Linked DNA regions of Callithrix jacchus: region 2 is linked to region 1. The links are chromatin contacts, called in public Hi-C maps. All regions are on one chromosome and are shown on one strand. The core of a region is the stretch at or near the end of the contact, and the rest is flanking DNA. Distances in the headings are between cores, read along the strand shown. Region 1 has its middle 51 kb from the start of TOMM20. Region 2 has its middle 13 kb from the start of IRF2BP2.

Region 1 (5,208 bases), core at 1,760-4,259:
CTGCCATGCTTAAGGCCACCCTCTTCACTTCCTTCTACACATGGTCTTCCCCAGCCTTCCCCATCGCAATCAATAGCTCCGTCTTCCACCTCCAGCAAACACCTAGAGACTGTCCTTAATTCCTCCCTCTTTCATGCCCTACATCCAACCTATAAGAAAACAATGCCAGCACCACCTTCCAAAGAAATCCTGAATTATATATCACCTCTCCTGACATCCAGAATTACACATGGCCCCACCACCAACAAGGTCCTCCCTACAGGACCACAGCCCTGCTCACCGCCCTCACATCCTCTCTCTCCAGCATCCAAGCTTTGGACACGCCACCCTCATTCCCCTCTCCGGGCTTTTGTCCCACTTGTTTCCTCCCCTGAATGCCGGTCCCCTGATCTGGCTCCTTCTGTCCTTTGGGGAATGGCTTGTGCGGATGCCTTCTCTGATCCACTATCTAAACCTGTTGCTCAGCCAGGCAGAGTGGTTCATGTCTGTAATCCCAGCACTTTGGGGAATCTCAGGTGAGAGGATCCTTTGAGCCCAGGAGTTCAAGACCAGCTTGGGCAACATGGCAAAATCACATTTCTATAAAAACATTTTTAAAAATTAGCCAGGCCAGTGGCTCACGCCTATAATCCCAGCACTTTGAGAGGCTGAGGTGGGTGGATCACCTGAAGTCAGGAGTTTGAGATCAGCCTGACCAATAGGTGAAACCCCGTCACTACTAAAAATACAAAAATTAGCCAGGTGTGGTGGCGCGTGCCTGTAATCCCAGCTACTCAGGAGGTTGAGGCAGGAGAATTGCTGAACCCAGGAGGCACAGTTTGCAGTGAGCCGAGATGGTACCACAGCCTGGGCGACAGAGCAAGACTCCATCTCAAAAATAAAATGAAATTAAATGAAATTAAAAAGTTGTTCCTCCTCTCACCCTCCCCTCCAGCCAATCTCTGTCCCATTATGCATTTTTATTGTCCTTATGGCATGTCACTCTCTGAAATGATTGCTCCTTAATTTTATGTGTGACTGTCTCCCACGAGCACCATAAAGTCAGGACCACATCCCCTGCAGGTACCACGGAACAGAACAATTCCTGGGCCAGAACAGGCCCCCTCCAAGACTCCAGCAACTTCAAGCAAGCTGAGTAGGAGAGAGCGCCAATATCTCCTGAGTTGCCAATGGCCAGTTTCAACACCTCGGACAGCGGAACCCACGGACAAGCTCCTGCCATGGCATCTGTGGCCTCCAGTGATCAGCGAGAAGCCCTGGGCCTCTCCCACTTCTGGCCTCCTTCTCTGCTGGGGCTGCCCCACTTTCCACAGGAGTTGGTGACAGGGCATGAGATGGCCCCGGCGCTCCATGCCCAGAGCCCCGGGCAGGAGAGAACCTTCTCCCTCTCTTGGCCTCACACCAGGACCAGCAGGCTTTTCAATTTCCCCATCTGCAAGACAGGGACAAAGAATGCTTTGTCACCCCACCTACTTCTCACGGGTGTTATGAAACCACTGTTTGCTTGGAAAACACTTTGAGCAACTTGGGGAAAGGTGCCTGTGGCTCAGATGACGCCTGCTGCCTTCCATCCAGGCCAAGGAAGGGCTGCGCCAACTAGTCATCCGGGGAGTGCCGCACCCACCAGAGGGGCAGGAGGCACAGTGGCTTCTCCCGTGTCTCCGAGCCTGTGTCACCAAGCCCAGTGGCTGTGTAGTGATCTCACAATCTGCCCACATGCTGTGCACATTCCTAGCGCTGCCTGAGCCACTGGTTTAGGCAGAATCTGTGCTCTCTATGGGCCTGGGTGGCCTGCAAACATCCAGCCTGCCCTTCACCAGGAAGGAGAGTCGAGGGTCACCTGGGATAACCTACCTGAGCTCCTGCCATGCAGGGCAGGGCTGAGGTCTAGCTGCCAGTATCCTAGGCAGGGAGCTGGGAACAAAGGCAAGTGGTCTTGGCATCTCAGCCCGGGGAGGGCAGATCATAACCTGCAGGCAGGCAGGTGCCCCCTAAGCCAAGAGCAGTGGCAGCAGCTGCCTTGTTACTATGACAACCATACTTGGCCACCACCGCTCTGTCCCCAAGAGGGGCCAACTCCCGCCCTCACCCTGCAGGGTCGCCCAGGGCTGCCCAAGGTTGAGAATGGAGGAGGACCAAGGTGAAGGCAGGCCGGGGGCCGACAGGCACACCTGCCCTTTGGTCAATAGCTCAATCTTAGCTTCGGACTGGACATTGGACTCAAAGGCAGGACCAGTCTCTCCTCTCTCTCTGCAACATCCACCCCAGGCTGCTGCTTCAAGATAAACCCCTCTCCCTACAGGTGATTTCAGCCAGGCCTTTAGCAGACAGTGAGCAGCAGACAGCATGCATGTTTAATTATAACTCTCGAGCACAGGCAAGGCTGGCTATATACAGTATGTCTGCCTGTTACTAATTATATTTACTTTCAAATGAAAGGGGGGGAAATCTTCTAAAGATGAGTCAGAAAAAAAAAGTCCTTCGTTGTTATGAAAGCCGAGGAACGTCTCCTGAGGGCGTCTGGAGCAGCGCTGTCACCGCTGACAATGGAAACCCTGAGTGCCAAGCCAGCCCACCCTGTAAACAGTGCATGCTGGCTTTCCTGGCCCAGCGTCCCTTCAAGCCAGAGCCTGAACTGCATACCAAAGCACAGTCAATAGGAAAGGCATCTCCCTCCCGGACAGAGCTGGCATTTAGAGCCTGGGCTGGCTCTTCCTGCAAAGACAGGGCGACTCAGAGATGTGCTGTCACCTTAATTGGGAGGCAGCGTTCCAGTTGAAACACAGCAAAGGTTTTTCCCTCATCAAAGGAGAAGCATTCTGACCAGATGGCTGAAATGAAAAGGCTTCATCCTCAGCCTCCACACAGCCAACGGTTTATTAATAACAACACTGCGAATGCCACAAATCACATGTGAACACCTAGAAACCCAAAATAGTCACCCACACGCAGAGCAGAAGTCGTCCGCGCTTTGGCGGCGATTAGGTCATGGTACTAATTTCAGCTGGACTCGGCCTCACACACACATGTGGACTCACATCCGTGTCTGTGTGCGTGTTTGAGGTCCGCAAGGGCGAGGGGCCCGCAGTTGTTTGAGGGGAGCCAGTCCCCAGGCCCCACTCCGACATCAGCTGCCTCCTCTGATAAGACTGCGTGGGCAGCCCTGCCTCCTCTTCACACAGACACCGGGAGCAAGGGAACAGCCCAACCAGGGTGACACACCCGCCCAGGAGACCATGCACACTCACACTCTTCAGAGCGGGTTTTCCAATCATTTTTCAAACAGTCACACTTGTTTGCTTCCTTCCAGGAAGGCTGCTCTGTTTTGGAAAAGTAGGGGGAGGACATTTTTTTAAATGAGTTCATTTCCTGAGTCTTCAAAATCCTTCCCCATAGACAGAGTATTGGGAAGCTGTGGCCAGAGGATAGGCAGTCTCAGGTGGGCAGCACCCGGGGCATGAGGACCAGAGTGTGTCCCCCCCACGCACGCCCTTCGCAAGCCATCTGCAGGGGAACTGGCATTGGCAACAAGACAGCGACCAAGGACCCGGGAGAGTGTCCCTTCCCAAAACCCCATCCCGCTTCCTACCACCCTCCAAGAAAATGTTTTCTAAAGCCAGTTTGGAATTCAGAATGGGTTTTTCTGTTTGTCCAGGCAAGGTTGAATTATGAGATCACGTTATCCAAAAGAGAAGAGAAAAAGTAGATCTGGGAGACTGGTCACTAAAGATTTTATGAGGAAAGAATTAGGAGGGCAGCCAACATGAGCCTAAGTGCTTTTGCTCAGGCATTCTTTTACCTGTTACTCATGGTCACCCTATGAAGCAAATGGTGGCACGTCTATTTCACAGGTAAGGCCCAGAGAGGTGAGGCAGCAATCCCAGGGGCCCTCTACCCATTCCCACAGGCTAAGTCAGCCTCCCTGCTGACTTAGCAATCTGACCATTCCTTTGTGGCTGCAGTGATCAATGTAAGCAAAAGTCATTTGCAGGGTGAGTTGGCCTGTGTCGGTCACTCTCCATAAGAATGAAAAGTCCATGAAGACAGGGACTTGTCTTGTTCACCAAGGTACCCAGCACTGGGCACAGCGCCCTGAGCACAGTAGCTCTGAAGTATGTATTTACTGAAGAGAAGAAAGAAAAGAAAAGAAAAGAAAAGAAAAGAAAAGAAAAGAAAAGAAAAGAAAAGAAAAGAAGGAAGGAAGGAAGGAAGGAAGGAAAGAAAGAAAGAAAGAAAGAAAGAAAGAAAGAAGGAGAAAAGCCAGGTGTGGTGGCTCATACCTGTAATCCCAGCATTTGGGGAGGTGGAGGCAGGTGGATCACTTGAGGTCAGGAGTTCTAAACCAGCCTAGCCAACATGGCAAAACCCCATCTCTACAAAAAAAAAAAAAAAAAAAAAAAGCCAAGAGTGGTAGCTGGTGCCTGCAATCTCAGCTACTCAGGAGGATGAGGGAGAGAATTGCTTGAACCCAGGAGGCAGAGGTTGCAGTGAGCTGAGATCGGGCCACTGTACTCCAGCTTGGGCAACAGAACAAAACTCCATCTCAAAAAAAAAAACAAAAAAAGGCCAGGCACGGTGGCTCACGCCTATAATCCCAGCACTTTGGGAGGCCGAGGCGGGTAGATCACGAGGTCAAGAGATCAAGACCATCCTGGTCAATAAGGTAAAACCCCGTCTCTATTAAAAATACAAAAAAAAATTAACTGGGCATGGTGGTGCATGCCTGTAGTCCCAGCTACTCGGGAGGCTGAGGCAGGAGAATTGCTTGAACCTAGGAGGCGGAGGTTGTGGTGAGGTGAGATCGTGCGATTGCACTCCAGCCTGGGTAACAACAGTGTCCATCTCAAAAAAAAAAAAAAAGAAAAGAAAAAGGCCAGGCGGGGTGGCTCACACCTGTAATCCCAACACTTTGGGAGGCAAGGGAAGGTGGATCACTTGAGGTCAGCAGTTTGAGACCAGCCTGGCCAACGTGGCGAAACCCCATCTCTACTAAAAACAGTAAAAACAAACAAACAAATAAATAAATAAAATCCAGGTGTGGTGGCAGGCACCTATAATCCCAGCTACCTGGGAGGCTGAGGCAGGAGAATCACTTGAACCAGGGAGGCAGAGGTTGCAGTGAGCCAAGATTGTGTCACCACACTCCAGCCTGGGCAAGAAATTCAGACTCCATCTAAAAACAAAACAAGACAAAATAGAACAACAACA
Region 2 (5,208 bases), core at 1,933-4,432, 450 kb before region 1:
AAGGAAGGCAACAGCATCTCAAGGCACAGACTCAGAACTGGAGACCTTCATCCACAAGCTTAGCTAGCTTGATTTTCCATGCGGCCAGGACGCCTGCTGAAAGTTTCAGCACTCCTCAGAAAAGCACACGACATACCCTTGGGCTGAATGAGTAAGAACTTTCTAGAGAGTCGAAGACTGGTGAAAGTCCAGCTGGAAAAACATATGGCAGCAGAGGCAGAAAGAGTGCTTGATGACCGGGAGCTTTCTAAAAAAATGTCTGAAGGCTCAAGGAAGCCATTACAACCTAAGATCTTACTAAGCATGATGGATGTTCTTACTTCTAGGATTGCCTCCAATTTACCTGGACCACAGCCAGCGCTGCATCCTCAGGCACCCCACGGGACGGTACATACAGAAGAACAGTATCACACCGTATCCTATGACTAAGGCCAGGATTTCATGCCTCCACCCACCCCCCGCCCCACCACCTCCTTAAAGTGGGGGAAGTTGGGGGAAGAGTTGACTCTTCTTGGAGCATGTGAGATGGTAGCTTGCTGTGTTGTCCTGAAGGAAAACAAAGTTTGTAAATCACTGTAGACAGTTTTGTTTTTTTTTTTAATAATAGATGCGTTGGGAGGGAAAATGACTGTGGTAAATTCCATTCTCAACCACACATTCACTCAGAGCATTCTTGAGCCACACAGTGACAGACGGCGCTCAAGGAGGAAGACTGACAGTCTGAGTTGCATGCAGACTACAGAACCATTTGGAGGTGATAGGTACAGAAAAAATGCACAGTGTTGAGGTTTTATATCAGTCCTTCCCTGCCCAATGTCATTTCCAAAGTAATGGAAAGGAATATTTTATTTTTTCATGTTAACTCTTCATTATAATCATCTTTTATTGCAGTGACCATTTGTATCTGTTACTGAGAACAGGTATAACTAGCTTTAAGAACGTTCTGCATGGAAGGATGTATTCCTTAAAAGAAATCAATTAAGAGGTGATTATTCACAATTACAAAAGGACCCTTTATAAAGTCTATAATTTACCACAGGATTAAAGAAAAGTACAGTTGACCTTTGAACAGCACAGATTTGAATGCCACAGGTACACATATAAATTGATTTTCTCCCACCTCTGCCACCCCCAAGACAGCAAGACCAACCTCTCCTCTTCCTCCTCCTCCTCAGCCTTCTCAACATGAAGACAAAGAGAATGAAGACCTTTATCATGACCCACTTCCACTTAATCAATAGCAAATATATTTTATTCTTTCTTTCTTTCTTTTTTTTTTGAGACAGTCTCACTCTGTTGCCCAGGCACAGTCTCAGCTCACTGCAACAACCTCCACCTCCCAGGTTCAAGCAATTCTCCTGCCTCAGCCTCCCGAATGGCTGGGACTACTTGGAATTAGCCAGGCACCCACCACCATGCCTGGATAATTTTTGTATATTTAGTAGAGACGGGGTTTCACCATGTTGGCCAGGCTGCTCTCAAACTCCTGACCTCAAGTCATCTGCCCTCCTCGGCCTCCCAAAGTGCTGGGAGTACAGGTGTGAGCCACCACGCCCAGTCCCTCTTCCTTAAAATTTTCTTAATAACATTTTCTTTTCTCTAGGTTACTTCTTCCGTAAGAATACAGTATATAATAAGGCACATACAAAAAATGCATTCATGGACTGTTTATGTTACTTGTAAGACTACTGGTCAACAGGTAGACTATTAGTAATTAAGTTTTTGGGGAGTCAAAAGTTAAACTCAGATTTTTGAATTCATGGCGATTGGTACCCCGACCTCCATGTTGGAGTTTTAAAAAATGTAATCAACGTAGACTTTTTTTTTTTTTGAGACGGAGTTTCGCTCTTGTTACCCAGGCTGGAGTGCAATGGCGCGATCTCGGCTCACCGCAACCTCCGCCTCCTGGGTTCAGGCAATTCTCCTGCCTCAGCCTCCTGAGTAACTGGGATTACAGGCACGCACCACCATGCCCAGCTAATTTTTTGTATTTTTAGTAGAGACGGGGTTTCACCATGTTGACCAGGATGGTCTCGATCTCTTGACCTCGTGATTCACCCGCCTCAGCCTCCCAAAGTGCTGGGATTACAGGCGTGAGCCACCGCGCCCGGCCCCAACGTAGACTTTTAAAGGTCCAGGCAGGTTGTTCTGGAGAGGCGAGCACGCGGACCTCTTTTCATAGATGCCTCAGCGGTGGCACCTGGAATGCAGTCACTGCCGACACCACTGTACTTCTTCGACAGACAATACTACCTCCCTTTCAGCTCCTCTGACGGATGTTTCACCACTATTTTACTTACGCTGTAGTGACAGTAGAAGCAGCAATTACTATAGTCACAAAAATCAGGGCCTACCTTTATTACCCAATCATTATGACAATTATCACTCCAGTTTTTCCTTTGTCCACGCACACACATTTCCAAGGTATGCATTTTCATTAACAGACAGAGAAGGGCCTATAGGTCAGTTGCACACACTCCGTGCTGATAAAGAAATGTCATTACCTTTCGATTTTTTTAAAAAAGCAAATTACAGTCCTCTATTCCTGGATCGTGTTTTTCCTCTTGGGTACGCAAATGTTTTTTGTTCAGCACACACTTTGCACCTGTGAGCCACAGCCAGTGCTGTGAATCTAAGACTGCCTGGCCCTAATGAGGAAAGGCTTTGAAACTCGGCATTTTCTAAATGTTCAGAGACAGAAAACAAAGTCACCTCTTCTTAAGAAAAACTTTTCTCTTTAGGGGGTTCCAGGGATGTTGAGATAGATCTGGGCCAGAGACTGGCCAGATGTTTGTTCTTTTGAATGGTGTCCCCACTTCCCCTTTCTGGGGACCTCAGCCGACTTCTTTTGCACTTCCTGGCTCTGTTTCACACAATGCTCAGAGCTTCAAATCCCCCTGCTCTGCAGTTACTTGAGGTTTAAGCTGTGGGAAAGTAACTCAGGCTGTGTGGCGGGTGCCAGCGCTGCTTCTGTTGCTGCCTGCTATGTCAACACACCACTTCTGTGCTTCCCTTGCCTCTGTAAATTGATACAACAACAGCAACAACAAAGCCCACTGCCAAGCCAGTATGAGATTTACGAATATGTCCAGAGACCACTCGGTATCAGTATCAGCCAGCAGATAAAGCGCAGGGCTTAGAGTCAGAGAGCCTGAGTTCTTATTCCAGCTCTACCACCTTCTTCAGTGATCCTAAGCAAGTGACCTAACCCTTCTGTGTCTCAATTTCCCTATCTGCGAAAAATGGGTCTAAAAATAGTACTCACTGCAGAGGTTGATGGGAGGATTAAATGATGTGCAAGATGCCTTGAACAGTGCATGGTTCATGGCAAGCCCTCGATTCACATTGGCTTTCATGTTAGGTTCGTTCCAGACTATGCTAAAGCAGGCGCTTCTAAAACCAACCAGTTCTGCTGCTGCTCATGGCCGGACTTCAGGATCCTTAGGAATGACCTCTGCTGCCTAGCAGTCCTCCACATCCACCACTCCATGGAAGTAGCTATCATCAGAACTGCCAGCGACTTCCGTGTGACCATCGCCAAGAGGCTCTTAGTGCTCCAATCCCTTCTGAGTCATCTGCCACTTTAGATATCACTCCTTGGCATCTTTTCCCCACTTTGACTCTTAAAGAAATATCCCGTACCTACTGAACTTCTTTCCCTATGTATTTATTTGATGTCTTTGTTCTCTGCCTCCCCACAGCTCCACACCCCTACTCCACATTAGAAGTGTCAGTACTTGGCACGTAGTAGATGCTCAGTAAATGCCTGTGGACTGACTTGAACTGCGTTATTGAAGTAGTTCCTTAACTCTCTCCCTTTGTATCATTTTCTTGATATTTGAGCCCTTGCTGCTCTGCCTGGAAGCTCTGCTATGATAAGCAAACCCTTAAACGTCTTCTGACTTACAGTTCGTCTTATTCCTCCTTTTGAGCCTTAAAATTAATTTTATTTTATTTATATGTATTTTTTGAGACAAGATCCCACTCTGTGGCCCAGGCTAGAATGCAGTGGTGCAATCATGGCTCCCTGCAGCTTTGACCTCCCAGGCTAAGGTGATCCTCCTACCTCAGCCTCCCTGAGAAGCTGGGACTAGAGGTGTGCACCAATGCACCTAGCTGACTTTTTGTATGTTTTGTAAAGACAGGAGTTTGTCATGTTGCCCAGGCTGGTCTCGAACTCCTGGAGTCAAGAGATCTACCCACCTCAGCCTTCCAAAGTTCTGGGATTACAGGCATGAGCCACCACATACAGACTGAAATTCTTTATAATTAAATTAACCTGTTTCAAGTTTCCAATTTGGGGATGGAGGTATGTTTTTTAAGGTCTAAATTTCACTTTATACAGGAAACAAAAATTAGGTCCCACCATGCATCAGAACTACATACTGTTTGTTATCCTAAAAATAACTCCTCTTGAGGTGTATAAGATGCAGGTTAACAAGGGAATCATATTCTCTGAGGGGCAGAACCTAACATTTTAATATGCATTTTTAAAATAAAATTAATGTCTTGGATGTGGTGGCACATGCCTGTAGTCCCAGCTTCTCAGGAGGCCAAGGTAGGAGGATCACCTGAGCCCAGGAGTTTGAGGCTGCAGTGAACTATGATGGCACCTCTGCACTCTATCCTGGGCAACAGAACAAGATGCTCTCTCTAAGAAAATAAAAAATACATAAAAATAAAATTAATCTCTTAAAGACAGTGAGGTATGATAACTGCTGGTTTGATTTTGCCCCGAATCCCCTTGACAGAACATCTCAGCTCAGGACCACTTCAGCTGAAGAAAGGTTTGACCTGTGAAAATCAAGGACAATTAAAATATTAGCTTATAACATTTTTTAAAAAAGCAGATTTCCCTTTACATGAACACACATACACACACTCTCTCTTTCTGAAATCAATGATACATAATTTTTAATTATTACACATTGGATTGTTCCAACTATCACGCGATCTTGTAATGATCAGGGCTAACTTCTCTGTTACATGTAGTAGGGACCATGATACTTTTAGGGGTTCATGAAAATGTTTGATTTTAATTTATTTCAAAATCAGGGTCAGGTAGATGCAGTGGCTCACACATGTAATCCCAGCACTTTGGGAGGCCGAGATAGGAGGATTGCTTGAGCCCAGGAGTTCAAGACTGGCCTGTGTAACATGGCAAATTCTCACCTCTACCAAAAAAAAAAAAAAAAATACAAAAATTAG

The links. Hi-C and Micro-C count contacts between places; a contact is called where the count stands out from the background.
Region 2: a contact with region 1 is called in a Hi-C map of skeletal muscle, with 2.8 times the contacts expected there. The contact joins two enhancer-like sites. A contact is called at or near these places in 2 of 3 Hi-C or Micro-C datasets (induced pluripotent stem cells and skeletal muscle).

What each region holds. Positions count from the first base shown.
Region 1 is chr19:50,152,167-50,157,374 of calJac240_pri, reverse strand. No RefSeq gene overlaps it. Among named protein-coding and RNA genes, the nearest start is that of TOMM20, 51 kb to the right of the region's middle. Within about 2 kb of position 3,009, at least 12 of the 16 cell types and tissues checked have an H3K27ac peak or open chromatin away from gene starts, as enhancers often do. A contact at or near this core is called in skeletal muscle, where this site is marked.
Region 2 is chr19:50,606,640-50,611,847 of calJac240_pri, reverse strand. No RefSeq gene overlaps it. Among named protein-coding and RNA genes, the nearest start is that of IRF2BP2, 13 kb to the left of the region's middle. Within about 2 kb of position 3,182, at least 3 of the 16 cell types and tissues checked have an H3K27ac peak or open chromatin away from gene starts, as enhancers often do. A contact at or near this core is called in skeletal muscle, where this site is marked.